2 separate regions of the Macaca mulatta genome follow, and region 1 is linked to region 2. A link is a contact called in public Hi-C data. All regions are on one chromosome and are shown on one strand. The core of a region is the stretch at or near the end of the contact, and the rest is flanking DNA. Distances in the headings are between cores, read along the strand shown.

Evidence for each region. Hi-C and Micro-C count contacts between places; a contact is called where the count stands out from the background.
Region 1: a Hi-C map of fetal cortex germinal zone shows a contact between it and region 2, with 4 times the contacts expected there. The contact joins the promoter of ARMCX1 here to the promoter of HNRNPH2 in region 2. A contact is called at or near these places in 2 of 14 Hi-C or Micro-C datasets (fetal cortex germinal zone and liver).

The regions. Positions count from the first base shown.
Region 1 is chrX:108,424,834-108,430,772 of T2T-MMU8v2.0, forward strand. ARMCX1 (armadillo repeat containing X-linked 1) reads left to right here and starts at 4,479. Exons shown (of 1, transcript NM_001261106.1): 1 at 4,479-5,939. The coding sequence starts at 4,584.
Region 2 is chrX:108,294,223-108,300,641 of T2T-MMU8v2.0, forward strand. It overlaps HNRNPH2 (heterogeneous nuclear ribonucleoprotein H2), which reads left to right and starts at 5,121. Exons shown (of 2, transcript NM_001193993.2): 1 at 5,121-5,228. It overlaps GLA (galactosidase alpha), which reads right to left and starts at 4,911. Exons shown (of 9, transcript XM_077989197.1): 1 at 4,615-4,911; 2 at 1,366-1,540. The coding sequence starts at 4,808.

The DNA of each region.
Region 1 (5,939 bases), core at 3,229-5,728, 130 kb after region 2:
CACATACATATACTGTATATTTGCAGGAAGAAAGGTGGATATCATTGAAAGAGCTTGGCAGTAGAATAGGCATTGCAGGGCAGTTTTGCATTCTACTTTACAGATTTCTGCACTTAAAAAATATAAGTATATAACTAGAGACAGAGAAGAGGGGAGAGGAATAGACTTTCTTTCTTTTTCTTTTTCTTTTTTTTTTTGAGATGGAGTCTTGCTCTGTTGCCCAGGCTGGAGTGCAGTGGCACAATTTCAACTCACTGCAACCTCTGCTTCCTGGGTTCAAGCAATTCTCCTGCCTCGGTCTCTCAAGTAGCTGGGACTACAGGTGCGCGCCACCACCCCCAGCTAATTTTTGTATTTTTAGTAAAGACAAAGTTTTACCATGTTGGCCAGGCCTCGAACTCCTGACCTCAAGTGATCCGCCAGCTTCAGCATCCCACAGTGCTGGGCAGGAGTAGATTTTCTGTTGAGGGGATATATAGCTTTTTTTTTCAGGAAAGTATTAGTAGTTCTTACTTTTTAAAAGTCATACACGCCTGTGAGAATCCGATGAAAGCTATGGCTGGCTCCTTTCTCCACGAAAATGAATATACCTATGCACACAATCGCAGGTGGTCCACAAGGTTGTCCGTGTGAGAATGCCTACTCTGGGTTAATCCGTGGGGATTGTTCCTTGGGCATACATTTGGCTGAGTGGGCACCAAGGTGGATATGAACTGGCAGGCAGTAACTCTGCAACAAGATTAGGTTCTCTTTTTAAGGAAGCCAGAGGCCAAGAAGCCCAGTGGGCTGCACCTCTCTGGTCAGGTGGTGGCAGCACACAGTACTAGGAGCAACTACTCAGGCACCATGAATAATGGCAAGAGGCGTAGGTAGGAACAGTAAGCCCTTCGATGCATTGCTGAGTTACCTCTGTGGGAATTTGAGGAAGGAAGGGAAGGAGCCAGAGGTCTTTACTCTGATTGGTCACCTGAGTAAACGTGGCATTTACCACCTTGGTCACTCATCTATATATATTTTTGGAGTGAACAACAGACCAGTGCCTGAATACAGGGGATGAGAGGCTATGGAATGTGGAAGGGTGGGAGGGTAGCACCTTCTTCCGCTGTTGACAGGGCAGGGAGGATTAGAACATCTCTGCATCCCTCACACCCTCAGGTGCCTCAGCCTTGGTAGACTGGAATTCAATTCAAAGGCAGGTGATCAGAGTAGCCATCAAATCACCATAGGTTCATATAACAGTTGGTCAAGACTTTGGGATGTTAAATACACGCTTTAATTAAATAAGACAGGGTTGTGTTGCTTTTATCTTATCAAATTGCAAGTTGATTCAAAAATTGAAAAAGTAAGGAATCATTTGTGTAAAACGGCCAAGATTAGACAACTGGTTGTCTCTTTGTGGACTAATTCATAGATCATGTAAAAAATCCATTTTTTTTTTCTTAAGAGATAGAGGCTTGCTCTCTGTCACCCAGGCTGGAGTGCAGTGGTGAGATCATAGCTCACTGCAGCCTTAAACTCCTGGGCTCCAGCAATCCACCCACCTCAGCCCGCTTTTCAATTTTAAAAATGAGTTATTTTGTTTTAAAAGCTACTATTTGGCTGTAACCAGTAGAAATATTTTCCTTCTGTTACAAATAAAATAACGAAATTAATGAGGCCTTTTGGGTTTTCTCTCCCGTTTAAACTCTCCACTCAAAGGAAGATAGCATCATTTTATTTCCTCAATATAAAAGTAATGCATTACTGATTTAAAAACAAATGAGCAGAAAAGTTTAAATAAGACACTCCCACGATCTGTCTCCTTTTCCAACACCTTGCTCCACATTTTACAGTGGTGCAGAAGAAATATTGGACATTCATGACTGGTGGTGGGGGGAGGTATAGAGAGAGACAGTTGGACTGAGACGAGAGAAGATAAAAAATTATTCCTCGAAGAGGAAGAAAAGGCCAACGGACACGGGAGCAGATACAGCCTCTCCCTGTAAGCCAAAGAAAGGCAAATTCCAACCACAAACGGAAGCTACTTCTGGTCTCCGGGATTGGCAAAGAGGAAAATGAGTGGCAGGACCTGATGTGTCAGGGAAGGAAGGGGAGGGCCGGCTTCTGCGGCACTGCTGATGGGAGTGGTAATTGGGGTCCTGATCTCACGGTTGACGTGGCCCTCACGTGAGCTGGAGCCGACGCGTGCAGACGTCCTTCTAATCTTAGTCTTCGTTTGGTCCGGTTGCACTCTCCCTATCGCCCAGAGGGCGAGAGGGCCTGTGGCCTGGGGGAAGGAGGACGAGGTTACTGCCTGGATCCCAGCAGGTTTGTGTGTGGATGGGCGTTGCCAGGGGATCCCTGCGGCGCGGGCAGTGAAGGGTGGAGGCCGAAGGGGGAGCAGTTCGCTTTCTCCAAACCCTTGCAGTATTCCTGTCCCTTTCTAGAACAAAAATGGTGGACCTTGGGGCCGGATTCCAGGGGCGACCCCAGACTCGGGCGTGGTGGGACCTTTAACATCCAGGGCCTTGAATCAGGGAGGGCAGATATTCGGATTCGTATCCTGTGTGCTGGTCCATCTACCAAGCCAGAATCTTGGGGCTGTGCGTCTGTCTGACAGTCATTCCCCTTTTCTTTCAGTAGGGCGCTGTGCCATTTGGGAACAAAGGAATAGTCTGCCTGGAATCCCTGCAGGTCAGTGTAAAGCTGGGGCTGTTCCGCGGCCCCCGGAAGGACTGGGATGACTGAGGTCCTTGCCTTAACTTGGGCCCTTTACCGACTCTCAAGCAATCTTCCTGCCATTTTTTTTCCTTTAGGAAAAAAGGATGTAACAGTGCCTGCAGGAAAAGTGCTTGTCATTGCGGGTAGGGTGCATTGGGGAGAGGGATAGAAGAGATCGGTTGGTTTTGTTTTCCTCCTCGTATTTTCCATATTCCCCCCTCGCCCCGCCCCGCCCCGCTTCCAGTGGTTTGAAAGGGGTGTGGTTTTTGCTGGGAAAATGGCCGACCGCTGGGGCTGCGGGAGGGAGGGCCGGAGGCGGGGACCGGGGGTGGGGGAACACTACGTAGCGGGAGGGCTGGTGTCAGCCGAGTCCAGAGAAGTGAGGGTAGGGTGACAGACAAAAAGGTAAACTCCGTTGACAGCCAGGACCCTGAATTAGGAAAAGCGGATGTTGGGACTCTCCGAAGTGCTTTTCTGTCCGCTGAGCCATCAGTTTCTGCCTTGTTGCTTGTGTCTGCAGATCTTGGGGCCAGAGGCCAGTCCAACCCTTGGAGCAGGAAGAAACGCAAAGTTGTCAAGAACCAAGTAGGTCATAATAAGGGTGATGGCATTATTTGGGGGTGGAGCATGGTGGCGACTGCAACTCGAGTGGGCCCGTGGACCCCCTCCACATCTCCCTTCTTCCCTTCTTCCCTACACAATTTCGGATCTTGCAAAATAAATTGCTCTGCAGGTACAAGACAGGGAAGCAAATAGCTGAGAAGGGGTGGGCGTCAAGAGAGTCCAGGGGTTGGGAGGACGTTACTCCAAATTACTGTTTGAGGTACAGTGTCCTTGGTGTTGGTCCGTCGACCAAGCACTCACTTCTGAAGTTTGTTAGTCTTGAAGGTTTAGTGGAAGCAGAAACTGAGGTAAGGGAGGTAAGAAATTGCTCCCGAGCAGAGGTAGTTGGTATAACGACACGGCGGGGGTGGGGGGTGAGTGGGGGTGTCCTGGTACCTTTGAGATGGAGGAGTTGGTGGAGGCAAGGACAGAGTTGGAGACCTTTACACATTTCACGCCAGTCCGGCTTTTAGATATTCTCACTTCATTTTGTTACAAGGAAAATGTTAACAATGAAAATGTGTGGCGACATCTTCGGAGGATGCCAATGATAAGAGTAGGGGTGGAGGTGGAATGGAGGGTTAGAGGAATCATCGAAGGAGGAAGAGGAAGGGAGACAATGAATTCCAAAGCCGCACCTCGGTGAGGAGTGGAGGGCAACCGAAGGCGGGAAACATCGGGCAAGGCAGTTGTAAAGGGCTAGGAATTCAGAAGAGGGATGTATGTCCCGTCCCGGGTGATATCTGTATGTCCCCCTAGCTCTCGGCACCCCCTCCTCGCGTCCTTGTCTGCAGGTTTGCACGAAGCAGTGCCCTTGGAAGCAAGAAAGAGAAGGAAAAAACTGCCTGGACCTCTGTGGGTGCATGTGGGGGCGCCACTGTTCCCAGGACATCTGAAGGGCAGGATGGCAGGGAACTTTAACATTCTGGGGCGACGTGGTGGAACGTGAGGTTGGACAGTCTTGAAGTGGGGAAAATTTCCAAACTTAGCTTCCGGATGGAAGAAAGGAATCAGTGATCTAGATATTAAGCCCCGAGTTTGCCAATATATCTGTATTTTTGTACGTTTGTTTGTCTTGCCGTTGTTTCAGTCTGTTTGCGTGGCAAAGACACAAAAGGAGGAGGAGCCTGAAATCTGAACTGCATCCTTTATTCCTAGGTCAAGCTGCCTCAGAGCCGGCCAGCAGTAGCTGCAGACTCCGCCCGCGACGTGTTCGCGCTTCTCTGGGCCAGAGCGAGCCTGTTCTGTGCTCCGGTTAAGAGATTTGTCCCGGCTATACCATGGGCCGCACTCGGGAAGCTGGCTGCGTGGCCGCTGGTGTGGTTATCGGGGCTGGTGCCTGCTACTGTGTATACAGACTGGCCTGGGGAAGAGACGAGAACGAGAAAATCTGGGATGAAGACGAGGAGTCTACGGACACCTCAGAGACTGGGGTTGAGACTGTGAAAGGAGCTAAAACTAACGTTGGGGCAGGGTCTGGGGCCAAACTTCAGGGTGATTCAAAGGTCAAGCCTGAGGTGAGTTTGGGACTCGAGGATTGTCCAGGTGTAAAAGAGAAGGCCCATTCAGGATCCCACAGTGGAGGTGGCCTAGAGGCCAAGGCCAAGGCCCTTTTCAACACGCTGAAGGAACAGGCAAGTGCAAAGGCAGGCAAAGGGGCTAGGGTGGGTACCATCTCTGGGAACAGGACCCTTGCACCGAGTTTACCCTGCCCAGGAGGCAGGGGTGGAGGCTGCCACCCTACCAGGAGTGGATCTAGGGCTGGGAGCAGGGCAAGTGGAAAATCCAAGGGAAAGGCCCGAAGTAAGAGCACCAGGGCTCCAGCTACAACATGGCCTGTCCGCCGAGGCAAGTTCAACTTTCCTTATAAAATTGATGATATTCTGAGTGCTCCCGATCTTCAAAAGGTCCTCAACATACTGGAGCGAACAAATGATCCTTTTATTCAAGAAGTAGCCTTGGTCACTCTGGGTAACAATGCAGCATATTCATTTAACCAGAATGCCATACGTGAATTGGGTGGTGTCCCAATTATTGCAAAACTGATAAAAACGAAAGACCCCATAATTAGAGAAAAGACTTACAATGCCCTTAATAACTTGAGTGTGAATGCAGAAAATCAGGGTAAGATTAAGACGTACATCAGTCAAGTGTGTGATGACACCATGGTCTGTCGCTTGGACTCAGCTGTGCAGATGGCTGGGTTAAGACTGTTAACCAACATGACTGTGACTAATCATTACCAACATTTGCTTTCCTATTCTTTTCCAGACTTTTTTGCTTTGTTATTCCTGGGAAATCACTTCACCAAGATACAGACTATGAAACTAATTATAAACTTTACTGAAAATCCAGCCATGACAAGAGAGCTGGTCAGTTGTAAAGTACCATCAGAATTGATTTCCCTTTTTAATAAAGAATGGGATAGAGAGATTCTTCTTAATATCCTTACCCTATTTGAGAATATAAATGACAACATAAAAAATGAAGGGCTTGCATCATCCAGGAAAGAATTCAGCAGAAGTTCACTTTTTTTCTTATTCAAAGAGTCTGGAGTTTGTGTTAAGAAAATCAAAGCACTAGCAAATCACAATGATCTGGTGGTGAAAGTAAAAGTCCTGAAAGTATTAACCAAA
Region 2 (6,419 bases), core at 3,871-6,370:
CAAAAAAAAAAAAAAAAAAAAAAAAATCTGTCTTCATCATCTTTGTTTTTTTGGAGACGGAGTCTCGCTCTGTCGCCCAGGCTAGAGTGCAGTGGCCGGATCTCAGCTCACTGCAAGCTCCGCCTCCCGGGTTTACGCCTTTCTCCTGCCTCAGCCTCCCGAGTAGCTAGGACTACAGGTGCCCGCCACCTCGCCCGGCTAGTTTTTTGTATTTTTTAGTAGAGACGGGGTTTCACCGGGTTAGCCAGGATGGTCTCGATCTCCTGACCTTGTGATCTGCCCGTCTCGGCCTCCCAAAGTGCTGGGATTACAGGCTTGAGCCACCGCGCCCGGCCAATGTCTTCATCATCTTTAACTAGTGTTGGACTCTATTTCTCTTCAATGATCTCCAGAATATTTTCCTTCTATCTTCTAAAATTCTAGTTTATAGTACCATTGCAATAGCTTCCCAAAGGTTATATGGAAATGCATGCACGCTTATGTCAAGAACCAAGTTCCTTTTTCCTCCTAGAGAGTTCAGTCGTTTTAGCAAAAGGAGAACTCCAAGATGGGCCTCAATAGCTATTGCAAAACATTTGTAGGCCGGGCGCAGTGGCTCACGCCTGTAATCCCGGCACTTTGGGAGGTTGAGGCAGGCGGATCATGAGGTCAGGAGATCGAGACCATCTTGGCTAACACAGTGAAACCCCATCTCTACTAAAAATACAAAAAATTAGCCGGGCGTGGTGGCGGGCGCCTGTGGTCCCAGCTACTCAGGAGGCTGAGGCAGGAGAATGGTGTGAACCTGGGAGGCGGAGCTTGCAGTGAGCCGAGATCACGCCACTGCACTCCAGCCTGGGAGACAGAATGAGATTCCGTCTCAAAAAAAAAAATTGTCTGCTGATGGAATGCAAAGTCCACATGATAAGCCTTACAATTCGATGTTCAGATAACAGCCAGCTATTCTACTTTCTAAGTGTCATGAGGGTTGTTTCTTTTTTTTCTTTTCTTTTTTTTTTTGAGATGGAGTTTCGCTTTTGTTGCCCAGGCTAGAGTGCAATGGTGCGATATCGGCTCACCGAAACCTCCACCTCCTGGGTTCAAGCGATTCTCCTGCCTCAGCCACCCAAGTAGCTGGGGTTACAGGCGTCCATCACCATGCCCAGCTAATTTTTTGTATTTTTAGTAGAGTCGGGGTTTCACCATGTTGGCCAGGCTGGTCTCGAACTCTTGACCTCAGGTGATCCACCTGTCTCGGCCTCCCAAAGTGCTGGGATTACAGGTGTGAGCCACTGCGCCCGGCCACGAGGGCTGTTTCTAAGCAAGCTTCTGTACAGAAGTGCTTACAGTCCTCCGAATGAAAAAGAACATTATCTATAAACTCACATAATTAGCTAGCTGGCGAATCCCATGAGGAAAGCGCTGAGGGTCTGCCTGAAGTCTGCCTTCTAAATCTCTTTGGGGAGCCATCCAACAGTCATCAATGCAGAGGTACTCATAACCTGCATCCTTCCAGCCATCTGAGACCATGAGCTCTGCCATCTCCATGAAGAGCTTCTCACTGAAAGAGAAATTCCAATAATCATTACAATTCATTAAGTGAACACTTAGGTACCTATTAGGCACCTTGGAATTTCACAATTTTTTCCAATCCAGTAATACTGTGGTAGTAATCACAAGCAATGTAAGGTAAAATGAATTGTTTTTCCAGATTTTCTTTTGTCTCTCTTATCCCCTTAATACTTCTGCCCTAAAAACCCCAAATAAAATAGGAATGAGAAATATATGATGAAATTGAAAAGATTATTAGATCTAAGAAGACAGTTCAGTAAAGTAAGAAACTACAAAGTTAACATAATCAACAGATATCAACAATAATCCTATTTGGAGAAAAAGATCCCATTCACAAGAACAACTGAACAACCTAAAATGCCTACAGATAAATTTAAGATATGTGCAAGGCCCATATGTTAAAACTATGATGCTTCTAAATGATTTGAATAAATAGACAAATATTATTTTGCTCTTGGATAAGCATACTCAATATTAAAAATAAGTTAATTCTCCCTGCAATCCTTTACATATTTAACAAAATCCATAACAAAGCCCAAAAGTACTTAGGTTTCTTTTTTATCTTTTTTTTTTGAGATGGAGTCTCCCTCTATCGCCCAGGCTGGAGTGCAGTGGCGCCATCTTGGCTCACTGCAACTTCTGCCTCCCAGGTTCCAGCGATTCTTCTGCCTCAGCCTCCCCAGTAGCTGAGATTACAGGCATGAGACACCACACCTGGCTAATTTTTGTATTTTTAGTAGAGACAGGGTTTTGCCATTTTGGCTAGGCTAGTCTTGAACTCCTGGCCTCAAGTGATCCACCTGCCTCGGACCCCCAAAATGCTGGGATTATAGGTGTGGGCCACCTGCCCAGCTTCCGAAAGGGCTTTTTAAGGAACTTGGCACAACATCACAAAAAGTTCACCTAAAAGATTACATACATGCACATTAATTAAAAGATAAAGGAAGGCTGGGCACAGTGGCTTACGCCTATAATAACAGTACTTTGGGAGGCCGAGATGGGCACATCACTTGAGGCCAGGAGTTCGAGACCAGCTTGGGCAACATGGTGAAACTACCTCTCTACTAAAAATACAAAAATTAGCTGGTTGTGGTGGCGTGCCTGTAATCCTAGCCACTCGGGAGGCTAAGACAGGAGAATTGCTTAAATCCGGGAGGTGGAGTTTGCACTGAACAGAGATCACGCCACTGCACTCCAACCTGGGTGACAGAGTGAAACTCCCTCTCAAAAAAAAAAAAACAAAAAACAACAAACAAACAAACAAAAAAAACTAAGGCCGGGTGCAGTGGCTCACGCCTATAATCCCAGCACTAGCACTTTGGGAGGCTGAGGTGGGCGGATCACGAGGTCAGGAGATGGAGACCATCCTGGCTAACATGGTGAAACCACATCTGTACTAAAAAATACAAAAAAAAAAAAAAAAAAAAAAAAAAAAAATGAGCCAGGTGTGGTGGCGGGCGCCTGTAGTCCCAGCTACTCGGGAGGCTGAGGCAGGAGAATGGTGTGAGCGAGACTCCATCTCAAAAAAAAAAAAAAAAGTGTAATTTACCCAATGTCACAGGGTTAAGTAACAATGAGGCAGAATTTGAGCCCAGGCTGGGTGCCAGGGTCTTGTCATTAGCCAAACATGACATAAACATGATCCATTTTTTTATGGAATATAATGAAAAAAAGAAATCTATGTTTTCATTTATATAGAAAACAATTGCAAGGTTGTATATTAACATTTTAATCATGATTATTTCCGGGTGGTGGAATGGTGGGGGGAAATCTTTATTTTCATTTTGCTCTTCTTTATCTACATTTTTTGCAATGATCATGCATTAGTTTTCTAATCAGATGCAAATACCACTAAAAAAAAAACCCGTGACGGGCAAAATTGCCACACATACTGTACCACAGGGTCACATGAAACTTAGAAGGCCAATTTCTTCTGTGAGGTCTGACCAACATCCTGACTTTATCTGTAAAGATATTCATAGGAATAACTTATGAACACAGAAATGTACTGTGACTGCCACCTTTTTACCAATATCTATCAGTGATTCCTAACCTTTTTAAAGTCACAGAGCCCTTTGAGAATCTGAAGAAAGTAAATATCCTCTCTCCAGAAAAATACACATATTCATTCAGATTTGTAGGTTTACATTCATTTTCCCATCGATTCCAGGTTAGGGAACATTTGCTCTGTACGCGCAATTGAATGGTCAAGCGCTGTGCTATGTACTTTAAATAGGTTATCTCCTTGAAAGTTCACCTGTGTGAGATAAGAACTATTTTTCAGATCTTTTTTGTCAGCTCCCTGAAATTAAAAGGTTGTAATCCCAATTTACAGATAAGGATTGTGAGGGTCAGACACGTTCAATACCTATCTAATTCAGCCTCAACCCTCACCCAAACGTGTAAATGTATAAAGTTCCTCCATGTCAACCTTCCAGCCTGATGCCACGCTCATAGGCGAGGTGGGAGAGATCTCAGCGACCTTAGGGTCTCTCTAACTCTCTCGAGATACTGCCGAGAAATCCACGACCCCAAAAGGAGAAAAAATGGCACGAATCTTAGTCCCCGATCCCTCCTACCCATCCTAGATGTTCTCACGGTTAGCATCCGGCAGAGGAAGAACAAACGTTCACAAGAAGGGTCTGAATAGAACCGGGCAGGGCTACTTTGGGCACACTGCCTATGGGGTGGCCCTGCTCTGCAAGGAGCAGTGAAAAAGGAGAACCGGGCAGGGAGAGAGAGATAGAGAGAGGAGAGAAGAGGAAGAGAAAGAGAAAGAGAAGGCGGGGGGGGGGGGGGGGAGGAGAGAGAGAGAGAGAGAGAGAGAGAGAGAGAGAGAGAGAAACAAACAGGGGCTGCTGGCCGGACCCCCATCCCATCACACAGAGAAAGTTTAGGGCTAGTCCCGATTCGAGACAGTTTGCTGGGGATAAAAAAGCAGCGCAGAGTCGGGTCGGGGAGCGCTCCCTCGGGCTCAACTGTTCCTGTTGAGACCCTCCAGTTCCCCAAACACACCCAAACACATGGAAAAGCAAAGGGAAGGGAGTACCCAATATCTGATACCTGATGCAGGAATCTGGCTCTTCCTGGCAGTCAAGGTTGCACATGAAGCGCTCCCAGTGCAGCCAGCCCATGGTAGGCGTCCTGGCCAATCCATTGTCCAGTGCTCTGGCCCCAGGGATGTCCCAGGAAACGAGGGCCAGGAAGAGAAGCGCAAGCGCGCAGCCCAGATGCATTTCTGGGTTCCTCAGCTGCATTGTCACAGTGATCAGACAGCATAGATTTCCGCGGGTAACCTAGGCTTTTAAGTTTAACCTCAGGGGAGGACCAATCACCAATTACTTATTAAATAATGACGTTACTGTTTCTCCGGCAACTGGGACGGTTATCCCCAGAGGTAGACCAATAATCAGTCACGTAAGACGTTCCGCTAACCAATCACCCTCTTTCTTTCTTGATATTGACCCGCCCTATTTCCATACCAGAAGGAAGTGCGGCACCTTAGTGATCCCGAGTTTAAGCCGAGAGTTGCTCACGTGACCGAGATCTCACATGACGTAGGCGCTCACGTGATTACTCGCTTACGTGAGCAGAAGTAGTTCTGGTCGTCGTCTACCGTCTCGCTATAGCCGTTTGAGGGAAGAAGGAGGAAAATTACCCGGTATCGTTAGAGGTTGGTGTGTGGGTGGGAACTGGGGACCCAGGGGTGGTGATGATGAAGACCAAAGCGGGGTTCGGGGGCCGCCTCCGCCTCTTTCGTTCTCTGCTTTCCCCTCCCCCCTCGCGCTCTCTTCCCTCCTCCCCCCCATCTCAGTGCCGGGAAGCCGCCTGTGCTGCGCCTGGTGGGGAAATGGTGGACGCTCATGACTGTGTATGTGTTTTTGTATATCTGTCTGTCTGGGCCGGTCTCGGGGGACCCCTAAGGGTGACCGTAAGGCGAAAAAGGTTTGAAAACCACAGCCCTGAGTTAAGAAAAACAGATACTGAAAATAGTGGTCTGAGTGCTGGTCTATCTCTTCAGGCACTCAGTCTCCACTGCCTGATTGTCTGTAGGGGGAGGCCCCAAGTGAATTTTATCTGTAGAGTCACATCTAGGCAAATGCGTGCTTGACAAAGGCGCCCAATAAATTACTTTACTGAATTGAGTATTCGAATAATGTTTATTTTTCTGCTGATAACAACAATCTACATACTCAATTTCGAACATTTGAAAAATAACAATGTAGTATAAAATTTAAAAATACACGTAATTCACCACCCAGAGACGACTACTCAACCTTATCTCGTTACAGTTTTTAAAAAAATGTGTGTAACACGCATATAAATACACAAATTCTTAACTCACAAAGAGTCCTGGTTCCCACTTGAGCCAGCAGTCCTGATGGCCTTCCCAGGAGACGCAGTAATGAAGTAGAACCTCTCTGCCCCTACAGAAGGGCTCTTAAGGGATAGAGTGGTGCAGGGAATTAAATGGGACGGGTTATCCCAGGGATAAGGCAAGCCAAAAAAAAAAAAAAAAAAAAAAAAAAATTGTACAAAATGTAATAAAAAACAGCCTGTAAATCTGTCACTGAGACCTTAGGATGGTTAATAGGAAAACTGTTATCACTGCAGATGCAGTCTGCTAGGCACTTAATATGCAATCAGTAAATGTTAAATCGTTTCCTCAGTGTAGTTTTATGGCCGTTATTACACTTTGTACTTTGTTTCCAAGAGGCCCAATGCTCACAGACCATATCAGATAACCATCCACATTCAAAATTGGACAATTTTATAAAATTTCCTATACCAAATCCCAGAAATGCAAACATTTTAATTTGTTTTATGTTGCTTTTTTGCTGAAGTAAAAGTAATTATTTCTGTAGAAA